4 separate regions of the Mus musculus genome follow, and regions 2, 3 and 4 are each linked to region 1. Evidence: chromatin contacts called from public Hi-C and promoter capture Hi-C data. All regions are on one chromosome and are shown on one strand. The core of a region is the stretch at or near the end of the contact, and the rest is flanking DNA. Distances in the headings are between cores, read along the strand shown. Region 1 holds the start of Rps3a1 (ribosomal protein S3A1). Region 2 overlaps Fbxw7 (F-box and WD-40 domain protein 7). Region 3 has its middle 7.2 kb from the start of Gm30944. Region 4 has its middle 5.2 kb from the start of Gm31096.

The links. Promoter capture Hi-C pulls out the DNA fragments that hold promoters and counts their contacts. A called contact is a pair of places that touch in the nucleus more often than the background predicts.
Region 2: a contact with region 1 is called in a promoter capture Hi-C map of the HPC-7 cell line. The contact joins the enhancer-like site here to the promoter of Rps3a1 in region 1. A contact is called at or near these places in 12 of 39 promoter capture datasets (the C10 cell line, the HPC-7 cell line, HPC-7-derived erythroid cells and 9 more), 4 of 484 Hi-C or Micro-C datasets (cortical neurons, neural progenitor cells, palatal mesenchyme and 1 more), 9 of 115 datasets of contacts at active chromatin or transcription factors (SST interneurons, VIP interneurons, astrocytes and 6 more) and 6 of 9 other capture datasets (adipose tissue, embryonic stem cells, embryonic tail and 3 more).
Region 3: a promoter capture Hi-C map of hippocampal neurons shows a contact between it and region 1, with 5 times the contacts expected there. The contact joins the enhancer-like site here to the promoter of Rps3a1 in region 1. A contact is called at or near these places in 5 of 39 promoter capture datasets (the 3T3-L1 cell line, HPC-7-derived erythroid cells, hippocampal neurons and 2 more) and 1 of 115 datasets of contacts at active chromatin or transcription factors (embryonic stem cells).
Region 4: a Hi-C map of CD8 T cells shows a contact between it and region 1, with 5 times the contacts expected there. The contact joins the enhancer-like site here to the promoter of Rps3a1 in region 1. A contact is called at or near these places in 3 of 39 promoter capture datasets (the 3T3-L1 cell line, frontonasal cranial neural crest and hippocampal neurons), 1 of 484 Hi-C or Micro-C datasets (CD8 T cells) and 2 of 115 datasets of contacts at active chromatin or transcription factors (astrocytes and embryonic forebrain).

Annotation. Positions count from the first base shown.
Region 1 is chr3:86,141,318-86,144,053 of GRCm38.p6, forward strand. It overlaps Rps3a1 (ribosomal protein S3A1), which reads right to left and starts at 1,351. Exons shown (of 6, transcript NM_016959.4): 1 at 1,191-1,351; 2 at 381-484; 3 at 1-109. The coding sequence starts at 1,252.
Region 2 is chr3:84,943,830-84,946,565 of GRCm38.p6, forward strand. The region is part of intron 4 of Fbxw7 (F-box and WD-40 domain protein 7); the gene reads left to right. Among named protein-coding and RNA genes, the nearest start is that of Gm40080, 67 kb to the left of the region's middle. Within about 2 kb of position 1,317, at least 23 of the 459 cell types and tissues checked have an H3K27ac peak or open chromatin away from gene starts, as enhancers often do. A contact at or near this core is called in the HPC-7 cell line and hematopoietic stem and progenitor cells, where this site is marked.
Region 3 is chr3:85,014,396-85,017,131 of GRCm38.p6, forward strand. No RefSeq gene overlaps it. Among named protein-coding and RNA genes, the nearest start is that of Gm30944, 7.2 kb to the right of the region's middle. Within about 2 kb of position 1,411, at least 31 of the 459 cell types and tissues checked have an H3K27ac peak or open chromatin away from gene starts, as enhancers often do. A contact at or near this core is called in hippocampal neurons, where this site is marked.
Region 4 is chr3:85,125,831-85,128,566 of GRCm38.p6, forward strand. No RefSeq gene overlaps it. Among named protein-coding and RNA genes, the nearest start is that of Gm31096, 5.2 kb to the left of the region's middle. Within about 2 kb of position 1,396, at least 47 of the 459 cell types and tissues checked have an H3K27ac peak or open chromatin away from gene starts, as enhancers often do. A contact at or near this core is called in CD8 T cells, where this site is marked.

The sequences.
Region 1 (2,736 bases), core at 101-2,600:
TGAACGTCCTCAGTGATTAGCTTGAATTTTCTAAACGCAACTTCATCATTCTGTAGATCAGCAAGGCTCACTTCAAACACACGACCCTTGAGGCCATCAGAGGCAATTTCTAAAAAAGAACCACAAACCCTGTTAACTTGTTAACCAAACCCACCTTCACACCAGTGGCTTACTGCCAACACCTAAACGTTCTCTTGGACAGCTGTACAAACACTTCATTGCTGCCACATCTGTACTAAGACCAAGCACTCCCAATGCCAGGCCCTCCAACCACTGGGCTGACATTTCAATCCAGCGCCCCATCAGAGTTGACCAAGGCGCCGGTTAATATGCACATGCCACAGCTTAGGAACAAAGCAAAAGGGGCCCACAGTACTCACTGGTTCCTTGAGTCCTCGTGACTAGTGTCTTCCCGATGTTCCTAATATTGAACATGGCTGGAGCTTTCACATCGTACCAGTCTTTCTTAGAAAATGGATCGACCCTGGATGGGAGAAAAATAACCTCAAGTTTCTCTGTAAATTGTAACAACACTCCCGACCACTTTTAAACGCTTCTTATCCTTCAGACTTCTGTTAACAGTTTCCCAGGCACGATCTTGCAATCGGCCTGCACTTAACACGACGGACGTCCTCCCCGTGGGGTGAACGTCTGCGAGGCCGGCTGGTCTGCCAGTGCACAAAGCAGTAAGTTCGAAGCCATGCCTTCCCCACTCCTCCATCACACAGGCAGTACTATATACACACTGCCCTGGAACCTCAGGGACCTGTGACAGTGACTGGTCCGCAACAGCACAAACTGCTGCTAAACAAGTGTCCCGGGTCTCCAGGTCGGTCCCACGAGAGCCCAGCACACAAGTTGACATGGGGTCCCGACATGGACAGCCAGAGTGACTGACGTAGAGCGGTGTTAAAAAGTGCCACGGACTTCCAGCAACCCAGGAGCCCACAGTTCGCGCGCGACACGCGAGCGACTGCTAGAGACGCAGGGCGGAGATCACACGCGGCGCGCGACACCCGGCCGGGTGGCGGAGAGGCGGCCGCCCGGGACGCACCCGCCAGCCGCGCAGCGCAGCACCGCCGCGCAATCCACCCCGCATCCTCACCATCCGCCCCACGCCGCACCCCAGAACCCGCCCACCAACTCCTGCGGAGCCCAACGGCCGGGGACCCGCGCGATCCGCCACTCACACTTTCTTCTTAGCTCCCTTCTTGCCACCTTTCGTCAGGCGCTTGTTCTTGCCGACCGCCATGGTGCCGACCGGAGAGCCAAAAGGGCGGAAGTACAACTCGCGCGAGAACTTAACGCGAGCCGGGCGGGGAGCGCCGTCTACGTGACCCTTGCTCTTTCGCCCTTCCGGCTTTAAGAATCTCGCGACACTAGCTGGCGGCTCGTTTCCCGCCGTGCTGCGACAGCGCCCTCGTGTGTCGGGAGGTCGCGCAGCGGGCCGCGGGCTGGCTAGGCTGTGCATGGGAGCCTGCAGATTGTCAGAGATGCTCAACCCACTTCAGGTTTCTTGTGGTTTCCGTTGCCCCGAGGGTGGGAACTCTCTGTTTCTAATTTTGAGAGTACGTTTCTTCCCTAGACCATGGGCTTTGAATCAGAGATAGCAAATCCATGTTCAAATGGTGATTCCAACAGTACTTAGCCTTCTGACCTCTTTAGCCATCAGTTCCCTCGGGTGTAAAACGGGAATATTCATGTGATCTATTTCAAAACATTAGTGTAATTCAATAAGCATGACTTCGGGCACGCTGTTCACGTGCTGACTACTCTTGGGCTTGGCTGTGTTGTGAACTTTCATGAAAAAAGAGGCTTAGCCGTGTGTGCAATCCCAGAGCTCTGGAGGCAGGAGGACAGCAAGTTGGAGGAGAGCCTGGAGTATATGGTGAGTACTAGCCTGAACTACCTAGCAAGACAGACTGGGAAGGGGAGAGGAGAGAATATATATATACACACACACACATATATACATATGTAACTCTTACACATTTGTAATCACATTTTTTTTTTGTATGACTATGTGTGTGGTCCTGTGCCTCACAGGTCTCTGTGTGGAGGTCAGAGACCTATTCTCAAGAGTTGGTTCTCTTCTTCCACTATGTGGGTATAAGGCTCAGGGAGAGGCTGCCATCCTGCGCACACTGGCCCGCAGCGCTGCCATACAATGTGCCCTGCCTCCTCACTGCCTGAGAGGTCTCTGCAGGTGCCTTTACCAGCTGAGCCATCTCGACAGCCCTGGGTTTTTGGTTGGTTGGTTTTGTTTTTTCTGGGATAGGAGGAGTGTTTGGGTTTTTAGTGGAGTGGGGACTAGAGTGGTGTCCTGGAAAAGCCTCAGCATGCCTGAGACAACGGATTCCATCTCTAGCACCCCAAAAAGGCACAGTCGTGATCAATTGTTGTACCTAACTGCCCACCAATTTTCTTAATGCAAACCACCCCTTCCCCACTTTTAAAAGTGATGTCTTTATTTTTATTTTATATGGTTTGCCTGCATGTTTGTCTGTGTGAAAGTCCCAGATCCCCTGGAACTGGAGTTACAGACAGTTGTGAGCTATCATGTGGGTCCTGGGAATTGAACCTGGGTCCTCTAGAAGAGCAGTCACTACTACTCTTAACCACTAAGCCATTTCTCTACCTCTATCTCCACCCCTCCACATCCCCAAACCCCCACCATAAAAAATGGCTTCCCCATTCTTATGTTAGTATTTTTCAAAACAAGATTCCTCCTGTGTT
Region 2 (2,736 bases), core at 67-2,566, 1.2 Mb before region 1:
ATCTAATATGTGATTATTCTTCTTGTAAAATTCACACGTAGTGACTTGCAAACTTAAATTTGTGAAAATTTAGAATTTAGTTTTAAAATGTTCTAGCGTCCTTCTTGTCCAGATCCAGAGCAGGTCTCAGCTCCTCCACAGCATCTGCCCCTAGTCTGCCCTTCCGTTCTACGCCTTCGTGTGGAAAAGTCAATACCAGTGCAGAAAAATAATCCTTTGAAGTTAGGTATCTAAACAACATTTAAAGTTAATTTTTAGACATTTGGGGTCCCCAAGGTCTTACTGTTAGATATCTTTAGAGCATGTCTTATTTGTTTTAAAGTGAATAAACAAAAGGACTATAACAAAAGATTATGTGTAACTCTACTAATGGCATGTCTGTTTCCAGCAATATGCTTTTGTATTCAAATTGAGGAGATTCTAAAATCTCCTGAATAAGCAGGGGATCTTGTAAACATTATGCTGCTCATAATTCTTGCAATTTGTTAAATTATACACACTCAGTAACTGCTTTAAATGTAAAGTGGTGCTTTTGATATGACTATTTAGCACCTTTCTTTTTAAACATAATGGGGTGATCACTGGGTTCTTCCGTGCTCACTTGGACATTACATTAGATGCTTGAATACTTAAAAGAGCAAGTAAGAACTCTGATGTACATTCATAAAGAGTGTGGTGTTTTGTTTATTAGCGTACAACCAATGCAGAGTAGGTATTCAAGCGAAGTAAGTTTATATTCCCAGTCATTATAATGATTAGAGTTTCAAAAATATTTTTAACAGGTCAGTTAGGGCTGTGTAGTGTGACTCTGTCTCAAAAAAAAAAAAAGGAAATTGAATAAAATTATTTGTTATTTTAAATTTTATATAATTACTGAATTGGTGAAAAAGAAATGCCAGTTTCTAAAAGTTTAGTGTTTGAATCTGACTTTATGTATCTACCATCCAAATATTGTCACCTGAATACAGTTGTCAAAGTCAGTTGAGCAACACATAGCAAGTCAGAGAGTTCTAGGGCTGATCTGATGACTCCATGTCAACCAGGCCAGAGCAAGTGCACTTTTGTTGAAGGTCTCCTTTAACTTGGAGGCTCTGCAGTTATGCTCTGTGTTCTTTTATGGTCACAGAGAATAGTTCACGATGAAATGTCCTTTCAGCTCCAATAACTGAAACTAAGTGCATCTTTTATTGTAGTAGACATTTGCTAAAACAAATACTGGCAATACCATAATAGTCATTGGTCATCTGAGCCCAGTCGCTCTTTTAAAAAGTAAATTATCAAATGCAGAAGTCAGATGAGAATGTAGAAAACAGAAGAGCAGTGAGATAAGGGCTGTAATGGTGGACCGGAAGTGAGTTAGCAGAACCTCAAATGGTGCTTTACAAGTGGTGCACAGCATTTAGGGATTGGGGGTTACCTGCTCTTCAGTTCTCTTCTTGGTCCAAGTTTAGTGGTCTTTGAAATAGGGGGTTGATTGAGAGCTGGTTTCAGGGTGTGGTAAATCATGACAGGATGAAGGGGTAAATAATATATATGTTGAAAACAAGGCAAATACTGTTTATACTTTTTACCATGTCTCTTCATGTGGGTATGTGCACATGTGCCTGCAGATGAATAGAGGCCAGAAGTCAACATTGGGCATAGTGCCTTATAGCTTTCCATCTTAAATTTTGAGACTCAGTCTCTCACTTAGTCTGATGCTGATTTGGCTAGGCACTCTGGGCAGCAAGCCCTGGGGTCTTCCTCTCTTCACCCTCTTCCCCCAACACTAGAGTTACAGATAGGCACAGTCTACTTTGCCTGACTCCTATGTAGGTGTTGGTGATCCAATCTCAGGCCAATGCTTGCATAGCAGAGACCTAATTGTATCTCTTATTTCAAAAAGTAATGATTGCTTTGTGAATGATCTTCAACTTTACAATGCTGAGAATACACGGAAGAATATGGGCAGACAGTATACAGGGAAATTGTGTTAATCATTCCATTTTAGAAGCCTTTTAATGATTCACAACTTTCAAACTCTTGATAGTGGTCTGCAAGATCCTTAGTGTTCTGATCTTGACCTTTTACCATTGCTTCAGCCTAGACAAACTTGTCCTATCCTTGCTGAACCTGAACCTGGGCTGAAAAGTTGTCTCCTAGGTGCTACCATTCCAGATTCCTCTATCCTTGTAACTGCTCACTTGTTTCATAGCACCCCGCTCTGTGTCTTAGCGCTGATAGGAGCTTCCTGTGTTTGTTTCCTAGTACACTGCTCAGGCATACACAAATGAGTGCTCAAAATGCATCAAGCTTGTTTATTTATTGACAGGTGAGGAAAGAAGGGGAAAGCTTACAGAGCAATTTAGACTGCCACCATTAACATTTTTATATTTAGGTTTTTCTTCTCTCTTCCTAAAGGGGCCATTATTGAACTTCAAAGTAGTCCTCCTCCAGTTTGATATGTAATGAACAGTAGTGTGGTACGTGTTTTAGAAAGAAAGGTTTGGAGGTGTAAACGGGAGAGAGGCATGGGGTTAAGGGCTGATGGTAGAACAGGATGAAAAAATTCAAAACAAACTGAGTTTATGAATAGTAAGGGTCCTGTTAGTGGAAATCAATTAGTCATGTTCCCCCTCTGCTTCCCTGAGATACATTGAGGAGTATAACATTTTAATAATGGTTGGGAAATTTCTCTGGACTGTTCCCCCACTACTGTGTTCAAGAGCACAACTTGCTTGTATGTATCAGTTCTGG
Region 3 (2,736 bases), core at 161-2,660, 1.1 Mb before region 1:
AGCTTCTGAGGCAGAAGTGCAAAGACCTGACTCAGTGGATCTGGGAATTCTGCCAGCCTCCTGGCTTGCCCTTTAGTGTGAACCAACATTTTCCTAGCCTGGGCACCGGGCATAGATGCCCTAGCTCTCTGTTTAATGCAGATCATCACACCAGAGCCACCCGCACCGAAATCCCCCAAGTTGGAAACAGCTTTAAAGGTCTCATTTCTGCAAGGTCTGTTTCTGTAGATCCAGAGCACTGTGCTGTTGAGGTGGTAATGAAGGAAAGAGGGGTGTCCCTAACCTTGAAAGCAGAGAGAATACAGCGTAATCTGTTGACAGGTCGTGGTCGGTTTTTATGTGTCTATTTTCTCTGTTGCCTTGTAAAGTCTACCTTTCTTCAACGCTCCTGGAATCCAGATTTCTTCAGATAATAGTTTGTTCTTGACATTTGTCTCTTGCCAGGCACAGGGAGGGAGGCTTTCCCTGACCCTGCCTGACGATCACCCTGCCTCTGCTCAGAGGCAGGCAGGGTGGCTCCCACCAGCAAGGGGCCAGCTGCTGGTTCTGGCCCAGGTAAGACCTGCTCTACAGCTGCCCTCACCCAGGAGCATCAGGTAACTGTCAGGAAGTTCCTCTTGTCCTTCCAGTGCTAGGAGAGACTCATCTTTTGTGGTCCCTATTCCAAAGTTAGTCCCTTCCTGCTCCTTTTCAGTGGCTGAGTCCCAAAGTGTAGAAGTCTATCCATTATGTTTTTGCTCTAATCTCGATTGCTTGAGAGAGAAAGAGAGAGAGAGAGAGAGAGAGAGAGAGAGAGAGAGAGGAGAGAGATTGTGTGATTTCTAGGCACAAACTTAAGGGTACACAGTGAAGTCCATAGCTTATTTGTGTTTGTGAAGGGATCATGAGTCTATGTTCTCTCTCCTTCCTTCCCTCCTTCCCTCCTTCCCTCCTTTCCTCCCTCCCACTCTTCCTCCTTCGGTCCCTCCCTCCCTCTCTTCCTCTCTCCCTACCTTTACTTTCTTCACAGGATTTTACTAGACAGCCACAAAACTGACCTTGAAATCATAATTCTCCTGCCTCAGCTTTCTGACCATAGAATTACAGAATTATGCCTCCACTAGTGGATCCTTTTAGCTTTTAGAGGTTTTATTTTTGTTGTTGTTTGTTTTGTTTTGTGTTTTTAAAGACAGTCTCACTATGCAGCCCTGGGTGGCCTAGAATGGCTCTACAGAGCAGGGCTGGACTTTAACTCAAAGAGACCCAGCTCTCTCTGTTTCCACAATGCTGGGGCTGAGGGTATGCAGCACCATGCCTGGCCTTTTCGCTAGTTTTACTGTGCACCACCACCAAGCTTTAGAGCAGGTGTTTCTATTACAGCTCATATATAAGGAAACCAAGGCTCAGCCGCCTCCATAGCGACGACAAGCTGTCAGTGGTGAAGTCAGCCAGAACTGCTGGGATTCCAAGGCTGCCGTTCTGCCCTGCCGTAGCACAGGCAGGCCCCCCAAAGCAGCAGCCTGTCAGAAGCAGGGCTCAGAAGCACAACTGTGTTCTCCCACAGAAAGAGACATCTTCCAAACAGGCCACAAGGAAGCTTCCAGTACTGCAAGCGCTTCTTTCCGCCTCTCTCCAAGCAGCATTGGCTGCCAAAGAACGAGGTGTGGTTTGACAATTTCATCCTCATGGAGGTGATTTTGAAGTGGCTTCTGGGAGGAGTTAGGCCCTTTGGGGATGACTGCGCCTACTGCATTGTGGGCAAAGGGTCTTGCTGGCTTCTGGGTAATTCTCTCCTCTGCTCACTGCTTCCTAACTCCCCCTCTCCCTCTACAAATGGCAGATGACAAAAACTCCCGAAGAAACTTCTCATGGCTGCATTTGTCTGTATCAGGGGAAATTAAAATACCCACATTTCCATGCTCTGAGGTTTGATGCCTTATTTGCATATTTTATTGATTTTTCCTCCCTTCTCCTCTCGGTGAGGAAAATGTACCTGTGTGTCAGCACTTACCTGCATTAGCTGTGCCAATGTTTGGCCCTGTTTGGAAGCGCCCCCCCACCCCGCACCCCCACCCGCCGGCCCCCAAGAACCCTGGAGAATGTTGTTTGTTTTGTGACTTCCCCTATAGTCTTTGTTGTTCGTGGTTTCAAATTTTGCCAAGGAAAATCAGTCTTACAGTCATAAGCATTCAGCTATGAAGAGTCCCTCTGCACACTTTAATTTTTTTTCAAGATCTATAACTTCCTTTGCAAACATGGGGGGTGGGGACTAGCCAACAGAAAGGGTGCGGAAGAGAGACTTCTTCCCACTTTCTGGTGCTGTCTACCTGAATTTTTTGAAAGTAGAGCATTTAGAAACAGGGCCCAGGTACAAGCAGAGAAAATACATGCACGTCACTCTCACATGTACATGTGTGTGCACGTTTGTGTTGGTTGGTGTGTACCTGCCTTCATTTACACACTCGGAGGAGAACAAACACCCTCTTTTCAGTACTCTGACTAGAGGAATTCCCTGCTTGGGTAGTTAGCATTTGACTCTTAGAAACAAGGAATAGGAAATCCATTTTAAAAAAAATAATTTAAGCAAGAATAAAAAGAAAATGTTTGAATTATTAGCTCATTTAGTTGGAAAAGCTAAAAGTGGAGAAGTTTCAGGCATGGCTGGAACCAGGTGACATACAGTGTCCCCAGGCTTGACTTCTTCATCTATTAGTGCTGATGGTGACGTCCAGGAAGGCATGTTTTATCTCATTGCCT
Region 4 (2,736 bases), core at 146-2,645, 1.0 Mb before region 1:
GACCAGGGGTGTGGCTGGGTCGCTGCCTGCCTACTTTTCCCAAAGTTCTGAGTGCAATCCCCAGCTCCTCATAAGCTGACTATGGTGACACAAGCCTGCAATTCCAGCATCAGGGAGGTGGCCAAAGGATCACTGGGAGCTTGAGGCCATCCTTGGCTATATAGCAAGTTCAAGGGCAGCTTGGGCTACATGGATCCTGTCTCAAACAACTACAATGATCTATTTTCTCTTGCAAAGCAAGAATGGTATGTGTAAGTCTCTTGGCAGGCAATCAGGCAGTTCTGGGGATGCTCACCTACTTTCTCACCCCCCACCCTTTGCTTCCCTTCTCTGGAACTCAGCATGATAGGAAACTTCCGGCTAACGGAAGTTTCCTAGGCGCATCACCCAGGTGCTGCATGGTGGAGGCTCAAGGTAGCGGGGCCCATACTAATGCACAACTCTAGTCATGCAGGATTGTCCTTCCCTTCCTGTCCCCCACTTCCCTCCATCAGTCCTCAGGCAGCTTCCTGTCCAGGAAGGGAGCCTGAGAAGCAAGGCTGAGATAGGTTCCAGCCCAAGGCTATCATGTAAGGACCGGAACGGAGCCTTTCTTAGCAAATGCTTGCAGCAGTAGACTGGCAGGTGGAGGGTGGAAAGCAGAGGCTGCTGTGGGGTGAAGCCCGAGGAGAGACTTAGGCTGGCCCAGGAAGACAGAATGCACTCGTCCCTAGGGCCCTCTGCAGCCCTGCAGGATTAGACAGTTGCTAAAATCAGGAGTGATTCTGTCTCTGCAGTAATCAGTTCTTTTTCTACTAAGTCCTAATTATGAGATTTTAAGACTCTAGGAGACCTATGGGGTAGACTTCCTGTCCCTTTATCTTCTAGCAAAACAAACTGATAGCATTATTTAGATATTAGTGTATTTGTCTCAACCTTCTATTTGTGTTTCTAATTTTTCATTTATTTATTTATATATTTATTCACTTTACATCCTGATCGCAGCCCTCCTCCCTCCTCTTTCCCAGTCCCACCCTTCACCCTTCTATTTGTAAACCAAAAATTTTCAGCCAAGTCACAGCAAATTTTAACAGGTCCCTTTCTCTTGGAGATGTGTACCCAGAGATTACAGTCACAATGGGAAGTCAGGTCCATAGCATATGACAGCCACCCAGCTTTTCATCTTAAAGGGTGACATAATCGGCAGGTGTGGCATTCAGTCAAAACCCATTACTTTCAGTTAAGGGTTTCCTGGGCAGGTCACTTCCGGTTCTTTTGTAGCAACATTAAACAGAAAGCGGTTTTTTCCCCCCGCAGTGCGATTTTTCACCTCAGATTCATAAGCCCTTGTATGCACCATTCACTGCAGTAACACAGAGACAGACTTCAAACATAGCTGCACCCAAGAAGTTTCCACAAGATCAAGCCAGCCAATAACTGCATAGATAGAGATGTGGGTAGGGAGGGGCTCATGAGGCCCCGTCCTTAACCTAGAGGCTATGGGCCATTGTTGGCTGCTGGAGCGGGAGGAGTCTTCTTCATGATATGGCTGCTTGTAGGTTGCCTGCGCTTATGCAGGTAGTACTGTTGACCTCAGTGGGGAAAAAGGAGAGGAGGGGAAGGAGGAGGGGGAACAGCAGGGGGAAGAGGAAGAGGCAGGAGGAAGTGACAGTGATACAGGCAGGAAAGGTGGGAGAGGCATATGTGTCTGGAATCCAGAGGGAGTTGAGGATAGATATGATCAAGATACATTGTATACTTGTGCGAAGTTGTTAAGCAATACTTTAAAATATTAATTATACAAAAGAAAGAGATGTAACAAATTTTGGTGTGACTTCTGAGTAATGGCTGAAAGAGTCAGCCAGTTATTTCAGTTACCTTTCATGTCTGACTAAGAGAAACTAGAAATGCCCAGTGTCAAGGGCACTTCCTTTGGCCTACAAAAAACCCACAACCTGTGAGTGAGACAAGTCAGAAGCCATCACCCCTGCATAAAGAAAGACAGTTCTCACTAGGACAGAAAAGGGACATATGTATGAAGTGTCCGGTGGGTTGATTTTAGAGGAAGGCTTAGGCCTCCATCGGGAATGCAGAACACCTACTCTGGCTGATGAGGAAGGTCTTGGTGGATTAAGAGGGCTGGAGGCAGAGAGGCAGGTATGAGGCACACTAGCTAGATTTATAGGTTAAGTTATCGTAACAGACAGGGTCCTAAATGCAGTGGTTTGTATAACATGGATGTTCCTCGTTTGGTGTGCTTGCTTCTCTTCCAATTGTCAAAAATACAACTGTCAAAACTTAGTGAAGGAAATATCTAAGTTCTGTGCATTTGGCCGGAGGGGGGAGTGTTAATTACACCTTAAAACAGTCACCCTTTCCTTCCCACGAAATACTCCAAAGACGTGTGCGTAGGTGACAGTTCTGCTTTGTGACCTGTCAGTTCATCAACTCCATCTCTAGGAAAGAGAAGGAAGAAGATGCTGGATCCCAGGCTAAGAGATTTGTTGGAAGGTTAAAGCTAACTTGGATTTGACACCTCTCTTCCATTCAGATGCTACAGGCTGAATCACAAAGCTACAGAAACACCAAGAAATACAAGCTAGATACAAAAGGCATGTCACCAGCTGGAACTCTGTGGATGGAGTCCACTGTGGAAGCAATCAATGGAAGAAGGATGCTGGAGAGAGCTGGGGAGTCTTGCTTCCTGAAGCGATCATGATGGTTCATGGTCCATGAAAACCATGGAACTGTAGAGAA